Linked DNA regions of Mus musculus: all the other regions are linked to region 3. A link is a contact called in public promoter capture Hi-C data. All regions are on one chromosome and are shown on one strand. Each heading gives the region's core, a stretch centred on a gene start, on an enhancer-like site or on the middle of the called end of the contact. The rest is flanking DNA. Distances are from core to core; before and after follow the strand shown.

Evidence for each region. Promoter capture Hi-C pulls out the DNA fragments that hold promoters and counts their contacts.
Region 1: a contact with region 3 is called in a promoter capture Hi-C map of erythroid cells, with 5 times the contacts expected there. The contact joins the promoter of Yme1l1 here to the promoter of Tubb4b in region 3. A contact is called at or near these places in 2 of 39 promoter capture datasets (erythroid cells and pre-B cells).
Region 2: a contact with region 3 is called in a promoter capture Hi-C map of pre-B cells, with 4 times the contacts expected there. The contact joins the promoter of Acbd5 here to the promoter of Tubb4b in region 3. A contact is called at or near these places in 3 of 39 promoter capture datasets (the C10 cell line, neutrophils and pre-B cells).

The regions. Positions count from the first base shown.
Region 1 is chr2:23,154,822-23,159,462 of GRCm38.p6, forward strand. Yme1l1 (YME1-like 1 (S. cerevisiae)) reads left to right here and starts at 1,684. Exons shown (of 19, transcript NM_013771.5): 1 at 1,684-1,910. The coding sequence starts at 1,878. It overlaps Mastl (microtubule associated serine/threonine kinase-like), which reads right to left and starts at 1,203. Exons shown (of 12, transcript NM_025979.4): 1 at 858-1,203. The coding sequence starts at 1,040.
Region 2 is chr2:23,067,341-23,072,386 of GRCm38.p6, forward strand. Acbd5 (acyl-Coenzyme A binding domain containing 5) reads left to right here and starts at 1,732. Exons shown (of 14, transcript NM_001355637.1): 1 at 1,732-1,944; 2 at 2,111-2,279. The coding sequence starts at 1,930.
Region 3 is chr2:25,222,321-25,227,082 of GRCm38.p6, forward strand. It overlaps Tubb4b (tubulin, beta 4B class IVB), which reads right to left and starts at 2,382. Exons shown (of 4, transcript NM_146116.2): 1 at 2,214-2,382; 2 at 1,804-1,912; 3 at 1,614-1,724; 4 at 1-1,048. The coding sequence starts at 2,270.

The DNA.
Region 1 (4,641 bases), core at 434-2,933, 2.1 Mb before region 3:
GCTAGGGTGGACAGAACAATTTTAAGTGAACACTGACTGTTTTTACGATCACATATAGATAAGAAACGCTTGATTTAGGACACATTTCTTTCTACTTGCTCTATAATAAATGAACTTACAGCTTACGTATCACGATGGAAATCTTGAGAAGCAAAAATTTTGGTTTTGCATCACTTGCTCCTGCTTATCAAAGAGCTGGAATTAAAGCATCATCGGAAAGTGACCATTACAAACGTAATCAAAGTACCGAAGTTAATCCAGGTGAAGCTCAAGTTAGTAAAAAAGCAAAACAAACTCACAATCCCGGTGATACTTTAAATAAATAATACTACAATTAAAAACTTTCACAATATAAATTGTGTCACAGAAAATTCGAATATAATGCAGCTTCCTTTTGGTAAGAGTGAGATTTGAACTGTCTACAAACCAATCTTGTTTGTGATAGCAAGATTTCGGCTATTATGTATGTCAAACAAGGAAAACATAACCAACAAGTACTTAAGGCCGTTTTGATTTGAAACATGACTCAGGAGTCATGGGTGTGGCTTCAAGCCTCTGCCTTCAGTCGCAGTTTTCTCATTTGTTAACAATGGCCAGGGCACAGTTGGGTAAGTTTTGCTATTTTCACTGGGTTAATGATTCTCAGTATACAGAGAAGGGCAGGGCAAGGGAAAGGACAGACACCTGCTCACTGCAGTCTGCCTAAACGCCCACAGTCAACAAGCAGGACTGTGCAGGCTTCTGTAAGCCGGGCATTCCAGGCTAGTGGTACAGCAGCTCCAGAGTTTGTTCAACAACTCAAAAGGGAGGTCCGCGAGGGAGGACCATTTAAGACCTTCTCGCTTCTGACTGCCTACCTTCACTGCGTACAACTTGCCGCCTTTCTGTCCCAGGTACACTTTCCCGAATGCACCACGGCTAATGGGCTTCACTATGGTGAACTCCTCAATGGAGGGTGGTCTTGGTACCGGGATCCTACTCACGCACTCCTCTATCGCCGCACCTCCTTCATTCTCCTCACTTGCCGAGGCGGACTCCATTGCTGCACAGCTCGCCCTGCAGCAGCAACTCCCGCCAGCTAGATTCAAAAGGTTTCGCCTACGCCGGACGCCTCCCGTGACGTCACCGCGCGTCTGCGCTCTGCCGGCTCCCTGTAAGCAGGCATCGACGGGTGGGGGCCGGCGGCACTGCTGGGCGCAGTCTGCGGAGCGCTAGGCGGAGCCGGCGGCGCTGCCGGAAGGGGCGCTGGGCGGGGCTCAGCCGCGGATACACGGGCTGTTTTTGTGACGAGGCAGTGCATTCTGGCCAATGAGCAAGGGACTAAGACTTTATGTAGTCTGGTGGGGTCCTTCCGAGTCTCAGTCAAGATCTGCAGTTCTCCCTCCCTCCGCATGAGCTAGAAGCCAGGCCGACTGTTAAGTAAAGCAATGGCTAGGGATGATGTGTGGAAGCTAGCGAAGCCACAGAATGTGGAGAGCCTGGGTGAGCGTTAAGTGCGTTTGACCGCGTACTGAATTCAGAAACAGAGTAGGAGCGACTAGAAGAACATCCAATTTATTGTGGAGGTGGTGATAGGAACCTCGAAAAACCACCCCAAAGTGACAGAGTCCCCGGAAGAGGCGGAGCGCTGACGGGCGGGGGCGGGGTGAACGCGGAGGCTTGCTCCGGAAGCACTGTACCTATGGTCTTCCGGGGCAGATGTCGTCGTAGCAGCTGTCGGGAGGGGAAGCCATTTTTTCGTTTCTGGGAGGAGTAAGGGAGAAACTGGGAGAAAAGCAAAGAGAAATAAAGAGAAAATAAAAGGGCTCAGCCCCTTTCCTCGGAGCTGAAGCTAAGAAGCAGTTTCGGCTGGCCGGTAAGATCTCGAGGGCCCGGAGATGTTCTCCCTGTCGAGCACTGTGCAGCCTCAGGTGAGCCCAGCATTCAGGCGTTTTCCTGCGTCCCTTTTGCGACTTTTCCCCGGATGCTGTAGTAGAATCGGTGTTTCTGAAGCAAAATTAGTGAGGGAAGCGACGAACCCTGTTTGAGTCGCAGGCTGAAAAGGAGATCAGGGGACAGTGCTGAGACTATGACCTGACACTAACCGTGGTGAACATCACATAGCGTATCCACTGGCTTGCACAGAATTTCTGTTGACAATTCAGGGACTGTTTAGGGTTGGACAGTCTGAGATGGGGATTTGTGAAATCTGCGAGAAAGGTAAAGAAGACAGTGTTCTTTCCATCCATCTATTTCTGATTACCCTTTTTTCCTTTCAAGCCGAATTTAGTTCAAACATACTCTAATAATTCGAATAGCATCACAATTTCTTTCTTTCTGGGTAGAATTAACTTGTGCACATTTTTGAATCATTAGATTCTTGCAATTAAATTTTAAACATTTTTTAAAAAATCAGGACCCAAATTATGTTAATTTTTCCTTGTTTCATTAAAATTTGTTTTCTTTTTGGGGGGGAAGGTGTTAACAATGTTTAATTAATTAATTAATTATATTTTATTTTTTGAGGCGAGGTTTCATTGTCTATCTTTGCTGTCCTAGTCCTTATTATGTCCAGGCTGGCCTCCTAAGTGTTGGGATCATGGCTCCCACCACCATCACACCAGATGCACCATCAACTTGTCTTGAGGATTATTCCTTGGGAGGCAGGCAGAGAATCTAGAGATGTTACATAGTGAGACTTGTCTCAAAAGACTGCCCCCCCAAATGTTCGTTACATCTTACTACCTGCCTCTTTTTGTGTTCCTATGGAATTGGTAGACTAATGGAGAAAGGAATTGCTTAGCTGCTACTTAGGCAGCAAGCGAACCAAGCAAATGTAGATTTCTCCTAGTCACTGGAAATAAAGATGAACAATAAACGGATATTTCGCCGGGCGTGGTGGCGCACGCCTTTAATTCCAGCACTTGGGAGGCAGAGGCAGGCGGATCTCTGAGTTCAAGGCCAGCTTGGTCTACAAAGTAAGTTCCAGGACAGTCAGGGCTACACAGAGAAACCCTGTCTCGAAAAACCATAAGTAAATAAATAAATAAATAAACGGGAATTTCAGGCAGACAGAAAAATATAAATATAAAATCCTGTGAGGAACAAAAGTCAGGCCCATGTGGCAAGAACAGAGTGGCTAAAGGGAGGTTGGAGAGAAGCCTTGAGGCAGTTACAGAGTTCGATTCATTTGATTTCTGTGACCAGGTTGTCATTTGGAGGCTTGCTCTGGCTTCTTGTGTGGAGAATATGAAAGGGCAAAAGTGTAAGTGTTGTAGATTTAAGGATGCTGTTGCTCTGACACAGGAAAGGCATTCAGTAATTATGGAAAAGAAATTGCTTTGTCTAGTGTGGCACCTCTAATTCCAGACTTGGTGAGAGGGTCAAGAGGATTAGGATTTGGCAGCCAACCTGTCTCACAAAAATTAAAGTAGAGAAGAAAAGAAGTAATAGAATTTCACTCAGTGTAAGTGGGAGAGATGGTGGAAAGTGATATTTCTGTGTTGGTCAGCTTGATACAAGAAAATGCTGTTTTTTTAGGATGACAGTGTCTGGAGAAGTTTTAGTAATTAAAGATGTCTGATAGAGACTGTTGAATATAATATTAATTTATATGAAGAAAGCATGGTGAATAGTATACCATCATGAGGTAGACAGCATAACATGGTAGAAGAGCAAAAGAACAAGGGGGAAACCCACTCTGGTGGCGTAAAGACTGGATTTCCATGGCTTATATACTTGCTTATTGTGGGTTTTGTACAACCCCATGTAGCACAGAGCAGTTTGTAGTTCTGTGCTATTCTTCCTAGCTAATCGCCTTCCACCTCTTACTGCTGTTATAGTGGAAACTGAATTAAGCATAATTTTTAAAGGGACTCTGCGTTCACAGCAAGAAGTATAACACTGGCTAATTTTAATGTCAGGGGTTGAATTAGTTAAATTATTAGACTTGGTTTATAATCAGAGCCGATTATTTTATTCACTTAACAAAAATGCCTATTTAGCATTCTCTGTATTCACACTTGTCATGGGTTGCAACATAGAATACTAAAGTAGAAAAAATACTTGCCATATGGAGTTTATCTTTTAGTTGGATAATATGCTACAACAAAAGAAATTCTTAATTTTTGTAGTCTTCCTTGTGCCAAGCTTCTGTTGTATTCTTAGAATTTCTTGAGTTATGAAGCTTATGATTTCATAAGCTCCATGGATTACATTTGTGTTTGTCCTAACGAGATAACTTGAATCTGCAAATAGTCCTGGAATGGGACTAGTCAGACCAGATAATTTCATCATACTGTAATTCCCACTTTTGGAGGCAGTAATTGTTGAGCCGCTGGGTGGTGAGTTCCTGTGCAGAAGGGTTTTACATTGTAACTCCATAGAGGGTGTCCTCCACTGGGTGTTCTTTCCAGGCCTTGCCATATGTACTTCTTTCAGATGTTCTTATGGCTGGTAAATGTAAGGAAAGTGTTTTCATGTGTTCTTTGAGCCATTTCTAACACAGGGAATGAAGGGACATGTTATGAAGTGAGGTAATATAAAAACCAAACTGTAGAAGATTTTCAAGTTCTACAAGTGTTAGATTTTAAGCAGAAGCATGACCTAGCAGACTTTCATGATGGTGACTTTTATCTCTTGCTGGTAGTGTGGTACAGCTGG
Region 2 (5,046 bases), core at 482-2,981, 2.2 Mb before region 3:
CCTGTCTTGAAAACAACAACAACAAATTATAATAAATAAATTCAGTGCAATCACTGGCAAAATATGCTGTCATTAGTCTGTCATTAGTAACTAATGATCTACAGAACCAGTAGGGTAGCTCATTACATAAGTCTAATGAGCAGTTGTCGAAATCAAGTATTAAAAATAAACACCCAACACTTTTTCAGAATATATATACCTGAGTATACTAGGAGTGACTGAGAAGCACCCAAGTTCAAGAAAAGAGTAGGTGAGGCAAAGATAAACACACAAAGCGTTCTCATGTTGAGAAGGTTAGAAAACTTGTGTTTCCCTTTTACATGATTAGGACAAGTCACATATTCATAGCAGGTTTTATGATTTGACTGACACTCGCTTGCTAAATCATTAAATTTTAGGACCTTGGGCAAGTCAACTATCATTTCCTCATCTATCAACACCTTACAGTGCTTTTGAAACAGATCATACGTTTGCCAAACATCACACATATGAAGGCGGTGAAGTACTAGGGAGCGGTTCTCTAGTGAAGCCTGCGTTCCTCCAGTGCCTTTGGTCTTTTTGATTAAACGATCAGTGAGTCCGGAACTGTTTCTGGGGTACTTTTGAATACAGGCCGCATGAGCCCTGAAAGAACTCTTCAGACGACACTGTTCTCAATACCCAGATAAACAAGCTATGTCAGAGGATTCCTTTCTGCTCGAAGCTTAAGAAGTACTTCGGAGACGCCCCAAACGCAATCCGGAAGAAAGGAACTTCCGCCACACACAGGAAGGGTGGGCTACAAGGAAAAACCGAACCGGAACCGGAGGGGGACTACGCCAGCCTACAGAGGAAGGTGTCCGGAAGCGCCGGGGGACTACAGTTCCCATAAGCCCGCGGGGGCAAGGTGCGGGGCAGGCGTCGAGACAAAACGGACAGGCCTTGCCAGTCATTTGGCTATATCAAGGTAAATGCCGACATCGCGGCTCCAAGGGAAGAGTGACTTATAGTTCGCAACTAGATTTTTACGAGTAATCTTCCCAACCCATCCTAAACCGACAAAACTGACGTTCCCAGCGGGGCGTCCTTGAGATTTCCAGGCCACGGCACTCTACGCCTGCGGGGAGCTTCCTAAGTGCCTACAACGCGGGCATTACGTTGTTCACCGACCATCTCCATCCCTAGCCTCCGGCGGAGCTGGACGTGGCTGTGCCTGTCTCCTGGGCCTGGAGAGTGGGTAGTGGAGGTGTTGCGCAGCAGGCCGCCACCGCTCACCTTTGCTCTCTCCGCGGCCACCCTTGGGGCCAGACGGTGAAAGCTGTCCCAGACTTGGGGGCCAGGGCTAAGCCCTTCCATCCTTGCCCTTAATCCTCCCTTTCTCCCCTTTAGCGTGTTGTATATCCACAGAAGAGGTCAAGTGCCTTCTCCTAGGTCACAGAGAGTAAATGTCAAAAGAAGTTTTGAAGCCACTTTTATGATTCACTCCCTTCTCCGGTTTAACCCCGAGGCTAGGCATTGAGGACCACCGACTCTTGTGTTTTTCTTTTCTTTAAACACTAGCGGTATCCAGGGGCCACCTTTAGGACCTGGCATAGAATCCTAGCGCGTCACCAGGCTTGCTGTCCTCAGCCCGAACATAAACAAGCACCGGGTTCTCCACAGACCAACCCCAGCCGGAGCGCCTTGCAGCCTCTTTTCCCCTCCTCTGAGAACGCGCAGCCCGTGCACGTCACCGCGGCGGAGCGGGTGGGTGGGGTTTGCTGCACGGCGGCCGCGGCGGCGGAGGCTAGTGGGTCCTCCGGTGACTCTGGGGCGGGGCTGTGGGGCGGCTGCCCACCGACGGCAGAACTTCTCAGGAATGGGGGGTGTGATTGGTTGGCCGGCATCTTCCGGGTGGGAGAAAGGGTCCGCTATCACGGGCGGCTCAACCTCCAAGGCCTGCTGCTAGAGATGCTCTTCCTCGCGGTGAGTTGTTTGGCTGTTTTTGTTGGCTGGGATGTACTCTTAGACACGCCCCACGAAGGAGGAAGGAACCGGGCCACCTGAGTTGATGTGGCCTTGATTGGGCAGGCAAAGGGGAATTGACCAGCTATGCTCCTGTCATTAATCCGCTGCTGCGCTCGGTGTTCAGTTTCATGCAGGCTCTTGGGGAAGCTGGTGCTGCTGCTGCTGTGTGATTACCGCGGACAGACCTTGGGACCGAGGCCGGCGCTGGCAGCTGGAGATGGCGGACACACCGTCAGTGTATGAAACCAGATTTGAGGCGGCCGTGAAGGTGATCCAGAGTTTGCCGAAAAATGGTATGTGCAGTGGGCTCTAGGTAAAAGACCTTTTCCAGCTGCTTCTAGTCTACCTTATTTAGCGCCCCCTCTCGCTCTGTCATTAAAAGAAATGTAATTGAAAGAAATGTAATTGAAAGAATGGTATTGAATGCTAATTAATTACCGCTGATTTTTGAGGCCAAAGGCGACGTATTATCTAGGTTTTAAGTAGTTTATATTCTTGAGAACAAGTCTTATCACTTAATGACTGTGGATTTGGGAAAGTTAAAAAACAAAAACAAAAACTGGGGAGGGATGTCTGGTGCTACCTAACTCAAAAGTGTAATCCGAACCTTCAGAAACTTTGATATGAAGCGGAAAGGAAAGGACAACTATATTCTCGTGTAAAATGATTATTTTGACTATGATGTGTCAGGTACGGTTTTCTTTGTGTGTATCCTGGCAACAGCTTGTAAAACTTTTTATAATTTTGTCTGACCAGTGTTAAGGATTTTTTTTTCCATCACTAAATTTTTTTTTCAGTGTTCTAAATAGAGAAGCTTGGGAAGAGAGACTTTTACTTTGAAATTTTATATCCATTTGCATTGTGATTTACTTTTCATAATAAATTAGATTAAAATTATCTTAAGCATTTTTATTGTGTGTGCTAGATTTGTAGGCCAAGTCAAACATAACATTACTATATTTGTATAGTATTTAATGTCTTCCCACTTTTCTTTTCTTTTTCTTTTTTTTTTTTTTTTTTTTTTTTCGAGACAGGGTTTCTCCGTGTAGCCCTGGCTGTCCTGGAACTCACTTTGTAGACCAGGCTGGTCTCGAACTCAGAAATCCGCCTGCCTCTGCCTCCCAAGTGCTGGGATTAAAGGCGTGTGCCACCATTGCCCAGCTATCTTCCCACTTTTCATGTATCATCATTTGGCTAAAAAATTAGTAGTAAGCATAGTTCATTCCAGTAAGAAATTTTCCGGAGGCATAGTTTTGGAAGCTTGTAGGGCATGTGTTGGCATGTACAAAGCCCTTATTTAGTTCCTGCACACCTTCAGAATCAGTGGCACAGGCTGCTTTGCGATGCCAGCTTTCTTGGAGGATCAGGAGGGCTGGAGCTTTGATTTGGCAGTGGATCACTTGCTTACTGTGTAGAAGCTCTAGGCTCCATGGTGTTGTCTATGTTTCACTTTGTATTGGAGGAGAACACAGTGAAGACTAAAGGGTAAGTCCAAATAAGCTGAAGGAAGGAAGGAGTAATAAGACCAGTGTGGTGATGGATGCCTTTAATCTCAGGACTCCAGAGGCAAAGGCAGTTGGATCTTACGAGTTCAAGGCCAGTCTGATCTGGATAATGAGAACCTGTCTCAAAAAACAAAAAAGAAAATAGCATAAGAACTCAATTAGACATTTACTAAAAAAATTGTTTTAAATTTTATTTACATTGGTGTTCTGCCCCCAAGTATGTCTGTGTGAGAATGTCCGATCCCCTGGAACTGGAGTTACAGTTATGATCATGAACTGTTATGTGGGCGCTGAGATTTGAACGCAGGTCCTTTGGAAGAGTGGCTAGTGCTCTTAACACTTGAGCCACCTCTCCAGCTCCAGATATGGAGATTTTTTAAATGTTCCACTAGGAGTATTTATAGGAAGGTATGATTTCAGAATTTCATGTAAGTAGTGTGTTCACTTCTCTAAGCCCTGCATTTGATATATCTTTGAAAATTGATGTTAGACCCAATCTTTCTATTCTTACTACTTCATTATTTTATATTCTATGTATTAAGAAATCTATATATAATGGAATGCAGGCTACCCAGTTTGGGTTACAAAGCAAGATCCAAGGTGTTTTGTTTTGTTTTTTGTTTTTGTTTTGTTTTTTTTTGTATTGAGAAATTAAGATAAACTTGTTAAATGGACCTTGCAACAGATGTGGTGTGCTGTGTCTCAGTGATAGAGGTTGCCAGGGACCTTGAGTTTAATATTCAAAGAAAAAAGGGTGGGGGCAGGCCTGGCTGGATGACAGAGTAGGCATTTAGCAGGCATGAAGCTATCAATAATAGAGACAACCCCCCTCCCTGTGGAAAAAGACAAAAAGGCACGTGTGCTAGTCAGCACTTAATGCACTGTCCCTAAAGCTAACTGATATATCTGAACAACATCTGCTACAATGATGCTAAATATCTTTGTAGTTTTTTTTTTTGTATTTTGTTTTTTAGACAAAAACTTGCTGTGTACCTCAAGCTGGCCTCAAATTTGGGAGATTTTCTTGTTCCTGCTTCTGAGTCCTAGGATTTTGGATGTGCTCTACCATGCATGGCTTGTAATACTTTATTTAGTGACTTGTTCACTTGTATTTCTTTACTTATTGGCAGTATTTGGGATTGAACCTTGGCCTTTCAACATCCGAAGCAAGTGCTCTGCCTTTATGCTGTCTTTCCAGAGTTATTTTAAATTATTTGGTTGGCTTTGAATTATTTTGCAATGAGATCTTGAAGCTGTTGTTATTTTTTGCCTAACTTTTATTTATAGTTTACAGTAATGAGGGTGAGGGAGGTGCTTCCTTGGTTAAGAGTGCTGCTGCTTTTTAGAAGACCCAAGTTTATTTCCCAGTGCCCATCCCACCTATAACTTCAGCTCTGGGGAGTGCACTGCCTTCTTCTGGCCTCCTCCAGTACTGGCATGCACTTACTTAGGATGTTGAAGGCCAAGCTTCAGTCCCCAATACTGCCAATAAATAAAGAAATACAAATAAATAAGCAGTTAAATAAATAAACTAGTATAAGCCATGCATGGTAGA
Region 3 (4,762 bases), core at 1,132-3,631:
TCCTCAGCCTCCTCCTCAAACTCTCCCTCTTCCTCAGCTGTAGCGTCCTGGTACTGCTGGTACTCGGACACCAGGTCGTTCATGTTGCTCTCAGCCTCAGTGAACTCCATCTCATCCATGCCTTCACCCGTGTACCAGTGTAGGAAGGCCTTGCGTCGGAACATGGCTGTGAACTGCTCTGAGATGCGTTTGAACAGCTCCTGAATAGCGGTGCTGTTGCCAATGAAGGTGGCCGACATTTTCAGGCCCCGAGGTGGAATGTCACAGACAGCTGTCTTCACATTGTTGGGGATCCACTCAACAAAGTAGCTGCTGTTCTTGTTTTGGACATTAAGCATCTGTTCGTCCACCTCCTTCATAGACATGCGGCCCCTGAACACGGCAGCCACAGTCAAGTAGCGCCCATGTCTTGGATCACAGGCAGCCATCATGTTCTTGGCATCAAACATCTGCTGGGTGAGCTCAGGAACTGTCAGGGCACGGTACTGCTGGCTGCCCCGGCTGGTCAAGGGGGCAAAGCCAGGCATGAAGAAGTGCAGGCGAGGGAAGGGCACCATATTTACAGCCAGTTTCCGCAGGTCAGCATTTAGCTGGCCAGGGAATCGCAGGCAAGTGGTTACCCCACTCATGGTGGCGGACACTAGATGGTTCAGGTCACCGTAAGTGGGTGTGGTCAGCTTTAGGGTTCTGAAGCAGATGTCATAAAGTGCTTCATTATCAATACAATAGGTCTCATCTGTGTTTTCAACCAGCTGGTGGACTGAAAGGGTGGCATTGTAGGGCTCAACCACTGTGTCCGACACCTTGGGGGAAGGTACCACACTGAAGGTGTTCATGATTCTGTCTGGGTACTCCTCCCGGATCTTGCTGATAAGGAGGGTACCCATCCCAGACCCAGTCCCCCCACCCAGGGAGTGGGTCAGCTGGAAGCCCTGCAGGCAGTCACAGCTCTCAGCTTCCTTTCTCACAACGTCCAACACCGAGTCAACCAGCTCTGCACCTTCTGTGTAGTGCCCCTTGGCCCAGTTGTTCCCAGCCCCACTCTGACCTGTAAGAGAAAACAGTAGGTCACACTAAGTATGTGCCCAAGGGGCCAAATGACATGAGGTGACACTGAATAAAGTGTACAGACCCAAAACAATCTGCCATGTTAAAAAAAAGGGGAGAGGGGGTGCTGTGCATAATGGCACAAGCTTTTAATCCCAGCACTTGGTAGGCAGGTAGTTCTGAGTTTAAGGTCAGCCTGGTCTACAGTTAAAGAGGCCAGGCAGGGATACATAGATTGGGGATGGGGGGTGGGGGAGACCAGACGGAGATGTACAGAACACACTAGAGCTAAGACAGTAAATACTTCCAAAGGCACCCCTGCCAATGTTCAAGGAGAGTACAGGGCCCCTGCCACTAGGTCAGGTCTTCTCATACTCTCTACTAGCAACTAATCTACCCGCAGTCAGTTGGACCTTCCTCCTAAAGCTGCTTTCGGCCAAGGGATTGAGTGACTCAGAGGGCAAGAAAGTGTACACCTGGTGGCTATTAAGGAAGAACTTTAGGTCAGCCCCTTGACCTTTGAGCCTCATGGGTAGCAAGCCCGTCCACACCTCCACCACACTCACCAAAGACGAAGTTATCAGGTCTGAAGATCTGCCCGAAGGGCCCTGAACGCACCGAGTCCATGGTGCCGGGCTCCAAGTCCACGAGCACGGCGCGGGGCACATACTTGCCACCTGGTTGGGACAGGGGGACGTCAAGTGTGCTCAAACTGGAAGGGTGGTGAGGAGGATGGATGGGGTAGAGGAGCCTTACCGGTGGCTTCGTTGTAGTACACGTTGATGCGCTCCAGCTGGAGGTCGCTATCTCCGTGGTAAGTGCCAGTGGGATCAATGCCATGCTCGTCGCTGATTACCTCCCAGAACTGCAAGGGAGTCGGGCGTTAGCTGAGTCACGCCGGCCGGCCGGTGCGCTCCAAGGCAGCCCCGCCCCGGATGGGTGCGGCAGGCCCTCCCCCTCCCTCCAGTCTCAGGAGCGCCAGGGCGACGAATCCCTAAGGGCCGCGCACCGTCCGCCCCACCGACACCAGCCACCGGCGCTACGTCTCGGCCCAGCGTACGCCGGTATCCAGGACGCAATGAAGGGCGACGCTCCGGGCCGCTTCCGCCATCTTCCCCGGCTGGCTGTCCCAGTGGCGTCTGGCTCGCAGAAACCTAGCCTCCTACCTTGGCGCCAATCTGGTTGCCGCACTGCCCAGCCTGCAGGTGCACGATCTCCCTCATGGCGGCGGCGACTGCGGAACAGCTGTAGAAGAGGAGCACTTCGGGAGGAGCAGGCGCACAGAGTGCTACAACCGACGCTCTGCCAACATTTATATACCTCTTATGACCCGCCCTCGTCAGCACAGGATTGGGCTTTCAGAACGAGGCCACGAATTATCCTTGTCTGATTGGCTACATTTCCGTCAATCGAGCGGTCTGGGGCCCGCCTTCCCAACAATATACTCTCATTATTGGTCACGCTTGCCTACGGCTCCCCCTATCACAATCCCCGCCCTGGCGCCGCAGTGCTCAATCCATTGGGTGTTTCAAATGATTGATTTGCACTTCCATTGGCTGCCTCCTGGGAGCACTCCGAGAGCCTGACACTATTGGCTGCGCTGTTTTGGCGTCCTGGTAACCGCCGCAGTGCAGCGCGCGGGTGGGACGTGGAAAGCCAGCTTCCGGCTGAAAGGGAGGGGGCGACTTTTCAGAGCTTTGTGGGCTCGGGCGGCTTGGTAGGTCTGGCAGCTGCTGCGGGGAGAGAAAGGAGACGCGGGCAGGCATTGTCGATCCGGAACACACCTTGCAAGCCTCAAGCTGAGGCGAATTGAAACGCTAACAATAATAGGCTCTGGATGAGGCGCCGGGCCCTTCCGGGACGCACTGGGCAGGCGCGGGGTCCTCTGTCTCTATCTGTCTCTCTCTCTCTCCCCCCTCCCCTCTCCCCCCCCCCCTTCTCTCTTCCCCTCCCCACCCCACCCCTGGGAGGGCCATCCCTCCGCCCCTTCGGCCTCCCTAGATGTTGTGGAAACTTGCTGGCCAAGAGCCGGTTTCCTTGGAGCCTGAGTTCCAAGTGCGCACAGAGCTGCATGGAGACTACAGGGCTGGGCATGCCTGGCCATGACTGTTAGAGGGAAAAACAAACAAACAAACGTGTGCAAGTCCCTGTCCTGTAATGGAGAGCAATACATGTACATATTTCTTTTTTTTTTTTTCAGGGTCAGGTCCAAAGCACCCCTACCCCCAAAATGGTAGTGCTGACATTGTCCTAAACAGGACTTGACCAGGTAAACAAGCTTAAAAGTTTCTGTTTACCAGAAGAGCAGGTCTCTTAAAGTGATTTCTGTTCACCTTAACTTTAACCTTCCCTCCCAAGTCAGCTACCTCTCGAAGGCAAGTAGTTCTGAAACAATCCTTTTTCTCCATTTGCTCCCCCCACCTTGGCATTTTGATCCCCAATATCTTTCTGCCCACAAAATGGTCTAGTTGGTAATTTCTCTACGCCATTGCTTATGAGACAGAGTCGTCTGGCCTGTAACCTGGAATTCTGCCTTAGCCTCCAGAATGCAAGGACTACAGTTCTTAGTCTTCATGTCTGATGTGTAACTTTTTAAAGGAATATTATACAATGGGTCTGTCTCAGTCTAGCCACTTCTGGCTTTTGGAATGAACTACCTTCAAAACTAAGGGTGTTAGGCAATCCCTGTTGGTTGTGGTATCCAAGTACCTACCAACCATGTCACAGGAAAAAACCCCACCAGGACAAGCAGAGTCCTGTATCCTGAGCAGTGGCATTCTGTCGCTATATACAAAATGCAGTCCTGCCGGGCAGTGGTGGCGCATGCCTTTAATCCCAGCACTCGGAGGCAGAAGCAGGTGGATTTCTGAGTTTGGGACCAACCTCGTCTACAGAGTGAGTTCCAGGACAGCCAGGGCTACACAGAGAAACCCTGTCTCAAAAAAACAAAAACAAAAACAAAAACAAAAAAAAAAAAACCGCAGTCCTAGTGTTCATATTTACTATACTGACCAGGATCTCCAGAAAGATCTGACTGTCTTGTCCTTTCCCAGAAGGGTAGATCAGGAAGGGGGGGCTGAGTTCTGTGACCACACTGACAGGACCCATACATACCTCAGGAGGTTTAAATGTATGTAAGGTACCAGGTCACTTTTTGGCATGCTGAAGGTTATCTCAGTACCTAGAAATATCTTCTGAGTTAAAGATCCTGGACTCTACAGAGTAGCTTAGGTGCCAAGATGTCAACTATTAGAATCTCATAGCACACACCTGAGAAGGAAGCAGAAGTTCGGTATTTTAACACAAAGAGCTTCCTGGGTGTCTTGGAGATGTTTGGGTCCCAAGCTGGGCAGTAAATACAAACAACATAGCAAAAGCCCACCAAGGACAGTGGCTGCCCACAGCTGGCAGGGGAAGACACTCTAGGTCTTTACTATGAATCAAGAGTTCCCCTGTGCCAGTAGGCAAAGGAGACCCAGTATATCAAGAGGTCCTGGAACCTATAGCATGAGAGGGTGTGCATAGAGCTGGCCAGAGGAGCAGAGAAGCAAGGCAGAACGGGCTGTGGGAGCATCGGGTGCCTGCCCTCCCAGCCCAGTCTGCAGCTGTTGGAGGCCGCACAAGGAAGGCTCTGTTTACTGGTGGCCATGGTCCCACTGGGAGGGTGCATTACTGCCAGGCAGGAGCAGCAGGCAGACAGTCTCTGTGGCCTTAA